2 separate regions of the Mus musculus genome follow, and region 2 is linked to region 1. The links are chromatin contacts, called in public ChIA-PET maps. All regions are on one chromosome and are shown on one strand. The core of a region is the stretch at or near the end of the contact, and the rest is flanking DNA. Distances in the headings are between cores, read along the strand shown.

Region 1 (4,483 bases), core at 742-3,241:
CTAACATGGTTTAGTTAAAACCCTTTCCAAATGAACTATAAGGAGCAGAGGAACTATGAGTAGATAATCAGCCTTAGCAGAACTTGCATGAAATGGGCCAGGCTAATAGATCTACTGTGAGAGAATGGGGAGACAGAGAGGCACAACGCAGGCATGGTTGATGGGAAATGACCTTGTGTCCTGTGACAGAGCTTCTGGATTTCAACTTCTATGCAAAATATTCCTGGATTCTCCTGAAACCCTTCTGCCCGTTTTGGCTGAGTGTTATGTTTGCTTGAGTAGAGATCAACACTTCTTATTCCATAACGAAGTCCAACTACTGGCCCAAAGTGTCAGTTGTAGACCTGGAACTTCTCATCAGGTTGAGGAGAGTGAGAGGCAGGAAGAGAGAAGGCAGGGTTCACTTTCCATAAGGGAATTGGGACGAAGGCAGAATTTTAGGCTTCAGAAATAGAATGGAACAGAATCAAAGGGAATTTATCCACATCCCTAGTTTTCCTGGGGTGACTCTCACAAAGCTGGACTGCAAAGGACTATCTGTGGACATCATGATGAATTCAAGGAGATTCTCTTCTGTAGGGCTCTGGCTCTGAGCACACATGCTGGCCTGAGCAGTAGGGCCAGGTTGCCACCAGCCAGTCTTAAAAAGGTCGTCATAAGGATTAGAGCAGGTGGAAAGCTTTAAAGACCAGCAATGCTCACCCCATTCAGAGTCATATTAGTAGAATTTGTGAGGCAGGAGCTGGGGTGTTCAGACATTGTTTCAAAAGCCTGCCAGACTGCTCTGACTAGTCCAGCATATGACGTACTGCGTTCTTGCTCCCTCCCTTCTGGGTCCACACAGCTGCTCTGAACACGGAAAACAAAGTGTAAAAGGAAAAGTTGTCCTTACTGTTTACTTTGAAGAAAATAAATAATTGGATTAAAAAAAAAACCTCAGAAAACCAAAATTCAATTATAAAGGAATAAAGAGGAAAGAAAATCTGCTCTAATCTCATAGCACTGCCATGCTGGTCATGTGTCCACTTTTGGTCTCAAACATCTTTCAACCTTGTTTTAAAATTCCCTTTCATTGTTAGTCACACGCTAAATCCTAGGACTTCTTTTAGATTCCTCTCTGCATCTCCTACTTCTAAAAGCTTATTTGTCCTGGGGTAAATCCTGGCGGTTTCCATATTTGCCTGCCATTTTTACCCCCCGCCAATCTTCCTACCAGGTTCTTCAAGGGACATGGAGAACCTCACAGAAGCTGTTGTTCTTCCCGGGTCAGGGCAAGAACAATGATGGCATTCCCACCAGTGCATGGTCCTTTCCCTCAGACAGGAATATTGGTTCCTATTCACTACATAGCAGGAACAGCTGAAGAGAAAATACTACAGCTCTCCCAAGCAGTCCGTGTGAGAGATCTTCCCCAGAGTCAGGAAGACTTGCCAGGAAAACACTAACCAAGAGAAATAGTGAGAAACTCCCCACAGTCCTCATTAGCTTCTGCTGTCCAGCTTGGTTAGGTGTGACCCTCTCCAAAGCTGTCTGCACAGTAGTCAAAGAAAGAAAGGCTGAGATGCCTCATTTACCACTATTACCTCTCTTGGAAGACAGGTTGATCTCCCAACTCAAGAGTATTTCATTCATTTCTTTGCTCATCTCAAGTTCCCTTTTAAGGCAATATTCAAGCTATAAATCGGCAGCAATCTCCATTGGTGGTTCTGCTAATTTTTGGAAAGAAACTATGAATACATATTTTTTCCTCTAAAACTACTGAAATTCAAAAATGAATGCTAAGTGTTCCCAGGCTTTGAGTATTCTCAGTTATACTTAAGACATCATGGTGAAAGCACCCCACAAATCTATTCTATGATGGTTTTGATGAAAATTACATGAGTCTGTCTTACCTTCAGGAATAAGCAGAAGAAAAAGGAGAGTAGCAAGAGATGGCCCCCGGGGACCAGAGGCGTTCCTCATCGTGGCTCTCCCACCCCAATCAGCAGGGATCTCTGTGTTTGTTTCTTTCTACTTATATATGAGAGTGCAAAGGATGTGGTTTTGTTCTTCTCTTTCAAATGTCCAGGTGTAGAGCTGGAAAATGAAACTAAAATAGGGAGAGTAGGCGTTGTCCCTCCTCACCTGCAGTAGTGCTGTTGTAGTTTGTGCTGCCCGGTGGAGATGGAGGTTTGTAGCCTCCTAGGGAAAGCTGAGAGGGAAGAGAATCGTGTTGCCATTAGAATGTAGTTCATAAGCAGGGACTAGAAATGACTCAGTTGGGGTGTTTTTATCAATGGCCATATTTTCTTCAGGGTCCCTTAGTAGGAGCTCTTTGAAAAGCCAGAAATCAGAGTTTTAGATGCTAAGGAGGTAGATCATCTGTTCAAGTACTTGCCACACAAACACAAGGACCTGAGTTCAAATCCCCAGAACCCACAAAACAATCTGGGTGCAATAGCGTGTGGCTGTGATCCCAGAACTGCAGAGATAGGAAGATCTAACTGCACTGGCAACCTCCAGGTTTAGTGAGAGACCCTGTCTCAAAAGATAGTGGGAACTGCTTGAGGAAGATGCCAGGGTCAATCTCTGGTCTCTTCGTGCATATGCATACACATGTATACACACACACACTCTCTCTCTCTCTCTCTCTCTCTCTCACACACACACACTTGGAATTAAAAAAAAAAGTCCTAAAATTGGTCCCAAAGCACATTTCTTTTTACCTATTTTCTTGGGTTATAAGAATAGATAAGACGAATACAAGCAGAGGTCTAGAGGGACATTTATGGACAGTAGTTCGTGCCGTAATAATAAAGTACGTGTAATCAAGGATAGGTTAATTTGTCCCAGCATTAGGGACAGTTGCTTTCTTGAAACAGACATCCTCCATGGTCCGTCTCTGGAGGACAGTGCTGACTTGGTTTCTAGTAGAAAGTCTTGAGCTTTCTATCTGAGTAGAGGAAGTGGTCTCTGTCGTGAGGCACAGGGCCGGCTCTATGTTTGTCCCACGAGGATGTCTGGTTAAGCCCCTCGTCCCCACCGTTAACACCTTGTGGCTTCAGGCCAACTGAGTACTTCTTCAGAAACCACGTGACCTTAGAAGGGCCCCCTGCTGAGACACCTGTGGTTCTTGGTCCCACGTTATCATTTGGTCATTATCATTTCATCATTGTCGGGAACATCAGTGAGATAGCAGGAGATCGTGAGATAGCATGCTTCAGGTTTTCATGAGTAATTTTCTTGTCAGTTTTTTTTTTTCCTTTTACAAATTCACACTTGCACCGAATGAAAAGGGGGGAAGATTGTCAGTTTTGTTTATATATAACTGTGGTCATGTTTTCTCCATTTATTCTGACTTTTAAAAATTATTATTATGTTATATTTTATATATATATATACATTTAAATTTAATTTTATTTGTAACTCATTTTTTACACTCCATATTCCATTCCCTGCCACACCCCATCCACCATCTGGCTGCTCCACATCCCACAGCTCCTCCCAACCCCACCCCATCTCCATGTGGATGCCTCCACCCCCACCCCACCTGACCTGTAACTCCCTGGGGCCTCCTGTCTCTTGAGGGTTAGGTGCATCATCTTTGAATGAACACAGACCTGGAGGTATGTGTGTTGGGGGCCTCATATCAGCTGGTGTGTGCTGCCTGATTGATGGTTCTGTGTTCGAGAGATCTCAGGGGTCCAGATCAATTGAGACTGCTGGTCCTCCTACAGGATCGCCCTCTTCCTCGGCTTCTTTCAGCTTTCCCTAACTCAACAACAGGAGTCAGCAGGCTCTGTCCATTGGTTGGGTGCAAATACCTGCATCTGACTCTTTCAGCTGCTTGTTGGGTCTTTCAGGGGGCAGTCATGATAGATCCCTTTTTGTGAGCATTACATAGCCTCAGTAGTAGTGTCCGACCCTGGGACCTCCCCTTGAGCTGGATCCCACTTTGGGCCTGCCGCTGGACCTTCTTTTCCTCAGACTCCTCTCCATTTCCATCCCTGTAATTCTTTCAGACTGAAACAATTATGGGTCAGAGGTGTGACTGTGGGGTTGGAAACCCCATCCCTCACTTGATGTCTTGTCTTCCTGCTGGAAGTGTGGTGTGCTCTATAAGTTCCCTCTCCCTACTGGCATTTCATCAAAGGTCCTTCCCTATGAGTCATGGGAGTCTCTCACCTTCCAGGTCTCTGGTGAATTCTGGTGGGGATAGGGGCTGGGGGCAACCTCCTATTTCCTGAGGTTGCCTGTTTACATTCTTTCTGCTGGCCCTCAGGGCTTCAGTTCTTTTCCCTCACCCAATACCAGATCAGGTTCCCCTCTACCCCCACCCCCATACTTTCCCTCCCAAGTCCCTCCCTCCCTCCCTCCCTCCCTCCCTCCCTCCCTCCCTCCCTCCCTCCCTCCCACCCTCCCCACTTGTGATTGCTTTCTTCTCTCTCCCAAGTGGGACTGAGGTATCCTCACTTGGGCACTTCAGCTTGTTGAGCCTTTTGAA
Region 2 (4,483 bases), core at 1,235-3,734, 140 kb after region 1:
CTATGTCAGGTGGCTCACAAATGCTATAACTCTGGCTCCAGGGGCTCCAACACCTCTGAGGGCACTCAAACACACGTGGCTATAACACGCTCACACAGACATACATACACATATATACAGAAAAGCAAACCAAAACTAAACTAAACTAAACTAAGCAAACAAAAAATCCAAAATATTTGTAATGAAATAAATAAAATATAACTTCCTGCTTTGATTTTGGGTCCAAGTTCAGTTTTTTCTTATTCAATAGATTTATGTTGGTGGTATGGGCCTTCCTGTGAGTAGCAATTAATATGTCAGAAAGACAGAGTGAAGTGGACACTGGAGAGGTTGCCCGGTGGTTAGAGCACTCGTTGTTCTTGTACAGGACCTGAGTTTGGTTCCCAAGATCCAATTCATCCCAGTATATAAGGCTCGCTCATGACTGTCTGTAACTTCAACTCCAGGGGATCTTACACCTTCTTCTGACATCTAAAGATACCTACACTCACATGCACATCCTCACCCACAGATACTGGGTACTGACATGCAATTCACACCAGGAAATTGGCTATAGATAAACAGTTCTTCTGAGTATTCCCACATGTTAATAAGCCAGGCACGCTTATTCAAACAATTAGCTTTGTAAACAGAAGACTAAATCAAAGTCTAATACTTAGGAACACACACACTAAATCGAGAGAGAGAGAGAGAGAGAGAGAGAGAGAGAGAGAGAAAGAAATGATTGACTATTGATAGGAAGACCTCTGGCAGCCTTGCTGGGCCCAACGCTTGCTAACATGGTTGGATAAGCATACCGTGTACCTTGGTGGTTTACTCCAGGCTGGGCAAAAGCTTTCATAATTTTCAGTGTTGTATACACATTTAAAGTTTCCCTCAGAGTCAGGAAAATTGAGAGCACGGGTAACAGCCAGGGACTGAAGCTTAAGCGAAGGATTGCAGTTCAGACAAACGATTGGAGCATTTCCTTCTGTAACTCTCTTGTTCTGGGGAAGAGATAACTTGCTTGTCCATTCGGGCACGGACATGCTTTGATTTCAAGAGTGTCACCATTCCTACCAGGAAACTGAATGTAAGTAAATTGTACTTCTATGTATTCAAATATACTATTAAGTTGGACACCCTTACTCAAACAATTAGTTTTGTAAATAGAAGACTGAGCCAAAGCTCAGTATATAAGGATATCTTTCCCCCAGAGTCTTCTAACACTCTCTGGACTTCAGCAGACATGTACTTACGGTTTGGACTGTTGACAAGAGACTAGGAAGTCCCAGTGCTAACAGCCTGTTCTCAAATCCTCTCCTGTCCCCATTGCTTAGAGCAGGGATCTCACCCTTACCCCAAATGTTGTGCTACCATGTTTATCACAGCAGTTACAGGTGTGTGGAGATGGTGATCCCGTGACCTCTTTTTTTTTAAAGATTTATTTATCTTATTTATATGAGCACACTGTAGCTGTCTTCAGACACACAAGAAGAGGGCACCAGGCCAGGCAGTGGTGGCGCACGCCTTTAATCCCAGCACTTGGGAGGCAGAGGCAGGTGGATCTCTGAGTTCAAGGCCAGCCTGGTCTACAGAGTGAGTTCCAGGACAGCCAGAGCTACACAGAGAAACCCTGTCTCGAAAGATCCCATTATAGATGGTTGTGAACCATCATGCAGATCATGCAGTTGCTGGGAATTGAACTCAGGACCTCTGGAGGAGCAGTTGGTGCTCTTAACCACTGAGCCACCACTCCAGCCCTCCCTTGAGCTTCTCTGCAGCTTCTGTCAAAGGCAGCCTCACCTGTCTACACACTGTGCTGTACAAACATTTGTTCTCTGTATGTGCCACAGCAGGGGAAAAGGAGACCATTAACAAGGTCATGAGGTTAATTATCAAGGTTTAATTAAATTCCAGGTGTGTCCCCTGTTTGACATTGAGACAACATATTAGTGTTGTCATGCACAAAGTCCACACTTAAGAATCAAACAATTACAGCCCCATGCACGGTGGTGCAAGCCTATAGTCCCAGCAGGTGGGAAACAGAGGCAGGCAGATCTCTGTAAGTTTGAGGCCACCCTGGTCTACAAAGCAAGTCTAGGACACTCAGGGCTTGTTATACAGAGAAACATTGCCTTGAAAAACAAACAAACAAACAAACACACAAACAAACACACAACAAAACAATCAATTTAGTCAAGCCCCCAAAATTGCTCTTTCCAGATAGATCTCCTAATGTTATAAGTATGTTTACGGTTTATGTTGGGCAGCGTTCCTAGCCCTGAGTTCCGTGGAGCCTGTGGCCCACAGGCAGCACATGTCTGTCTGCACTGGCCTTTGAAACTTTTGTCAGCTTGCTCATGCCCTCTGCTTCCAGACTGATCTTCTAGTGCTCTACAATCTCAGGGCTATACTACACAGGGACTCCCCTCCCTCCCTTTCTCTCCCTTCCTCCTTCCTTTGTTCACATGGTGCTCTATCTCCCTGTCTCTGTCTCTGTCCCTCCCCCCTCTCTCCCTCCCTTCTCCTTTCCTTTTCCCTCCCTCCCTTTCTCTCCCTTCCTCTTTCCCTTGTTCACATGGTGCTCTATCTCCCTGTCTCTGTCTCTGTCTCTGTCTCTGTCTCTGTCTCTGTCTCTGTCTCTCTCTCTCTCTCTCTCTCTCTCTCTCTCTCTCTCTCTCTCTCTGTACGACCTACACATACACTCTTTGGATCAGTCCAGTGACTGCCTTGGCCTCCTTTGCTTTCCCAGCATCTTGTGACTCTGCAAAACAAAAGCTTCCACTTCCGCTTCCTCCTTGACACTGTCTGCCGCTGAAGCACTCTCCTTCCTGTGCACTCACAAGACATTTGCCACGTTTGCTTGTTACCTTCCCAGCCATTTGCCACATTCTGCCTCTGATGTTAGTTATTAGTGAGCGGTGGCCGTTTGGTTTATCTGTTTCCCTGCTCATTGGATGCAAATACAAAGGGGATAAAATTAGCACTCTTAATATTATACATCTACCATGTGCCAGGGCTTTGGGGGGGGAGGGGGGCTCTGTAAGTCTGACAGTGTGCAGTCTTCACAGTGTCCTCTGTGTGAGAGAAGCATGTTGTAGATGGAGAAGCTGAGGAACAACTAGGCTGGCTGCCTCTAGGCTAGGGAGTTTAATAAAGGAAGAGAGAAACTGCAGAGCAAAGTCCTGCTGGGTGGCTCTGCTGCTGGGCCTAGTGCTCACCCCATGCCTAGATCTAAGCCTGGAAGGGAGTGGGTGGAGCTTGGTGGAAGCCTGGTTTGTGATTTTGCTTCATGCACTGCTTCAGGTGATGGTAAAACCTTGGCAAGAGATCTGATCCACGGACATGAAAATCCTTCTCAGCAGAGAACGCCTCTCCCTAGAATCAAACCTAAGGCGTCCCAGGAACAAAGTGGGTAGATGGAAGCTATCTTTTCTTTGCTTGAAAAAGAATCTTCAGTTTAATACCAGGACCACATGTCTATAAATTAAAAAGATACTCTTTGGCTAAGTGCATGCCCTCCGCTCTTCCTACTCAGGCACTGTTTATCTTGTAATGGTTACATTCTGTTACTGTGCCTTGAGCAAAGGTTTGAAGGCAGTACTTAGATTAAATTAAGTCAGTCATTAATTTAACGGGGCAACTTTTTTAGCTACCGTGCCTTAGGTGGAGGGGCTGGTGGGGGTAGGGGGAGGTAACACAATATTTAAGAGGTAACAATATTTAATTTGCTGTATAAGCAAAAAGTGATGTCAAAATCATCTGAACATAAACAGAATTTTCAAGTTATTAAAAATGATTGTATCTAATATCTATGCCTGCGTGTTTGTGTTTGTGTTTGTGTGTGTGCATGAGTGTGCCAAAGGAGGTCAGAGGACATCTTCCAAGAGTCAGTTTTCCCTGTCACCCATGGCTCTGGTGATCCAACTGAGGATTATCAGACATATGAACCAAGTGCTTTTAACCTGCCAGTTTCCTGGCCCAGTCAATAGAATCTTTGCACAACCGACTCTCTTATACTTATATATATGGTGTCCAACTCAACTTGCAACTGCTTGACATTTTAAAGGAAAGGAGACGGAGAAAGAGAAGGAACGAAACACTGTTAACCTGTCTAAGTCGGCACAGTCCCTGAGGGACGTGCTAACAAATCATCAAACTGGTTTATGCTCTTTATTCAGAATGAAACTTGAGGGCGGGAGATGAAAAGAGGAGCGATCAGGTCCAAGAGAGTTCCTAGCACTGTAGCAAACAGAAACCGAGAGGTCTGCAAATGTGAACTTTTAGCTGCAACTTTCATTAATAAATAATCACCTGGAAGGTTCAGCAGCAGGTGAAGCTGCATCCCGGAGCATCACGCCCAAAGGAGCTCTGTGAAGGGATGGGATGGGGCTGTTAATATTTAGAACTGTCCGTGATGGGAGCTCTAGCTTTGTGTGTCTGATGACAATTGAAAGTGGGCAGTTGAGAGAAAGAAGGAAGGAAGGAAGGAAGGAAGGAA

What was found. ChIA-PET counts read pairs in DNA pulled down with a chosen protein or histone mark.
Region 2: an RNA polymerase II ChIA-PET map of effector CD8 T cells shows a contact between it and region 1, with 8 read pairs. The contact joins the enhancer-like site here to the promoter of Gzma in region 1. A contact is called at or near these places in 13 of 39 promoter capture datasets (the 3T3-L1 cell line, the SN4741 cell line, cranial neural crest and 8 more), 1 of 484 Hi-C or Micro-C datasets (embryonic stem cells), 4 of 115 datasets of contacts at active chromatin or transcription factors (the SCID.adh cell line, effector CD8 T cells and embryonic stem cells) and 2 of 9 other capture datasets (adipose tissue and embryonic stem cells).

Annotation. Positions count from the first base shown.
Region 1 is chr13:113,098,990-113,103,472 of GRCm38.p6, forward strand. It overlaps Gzma (granzyme A), which reads right to left and starts at 1,992. Exons shown (of 5, transcript NM_010370.3): 1 at 1,893-1,992. The coding sequence starts at 1,962. It also overlaps a transcript of Cdc20b not described here.
Region 2 is chr13:113,239,552-113,244,034 of GRCm38.p6, forward strand. No RefSeq gene overlaps it. Among named protein-coding and RNA genes, the nearest start is that of Gm41069, 16 kb to the left of the region's middle. Within about 2 kb of position 2,485, at least 43 of the 459 cell types and tissues checked have an H3K27ac peak or open chromatin away from gene starts, as enhancers often do. A contact at or near this core is called in the SCID.adh cell line, effector CD8 T cells and macrophages, where this site is marked.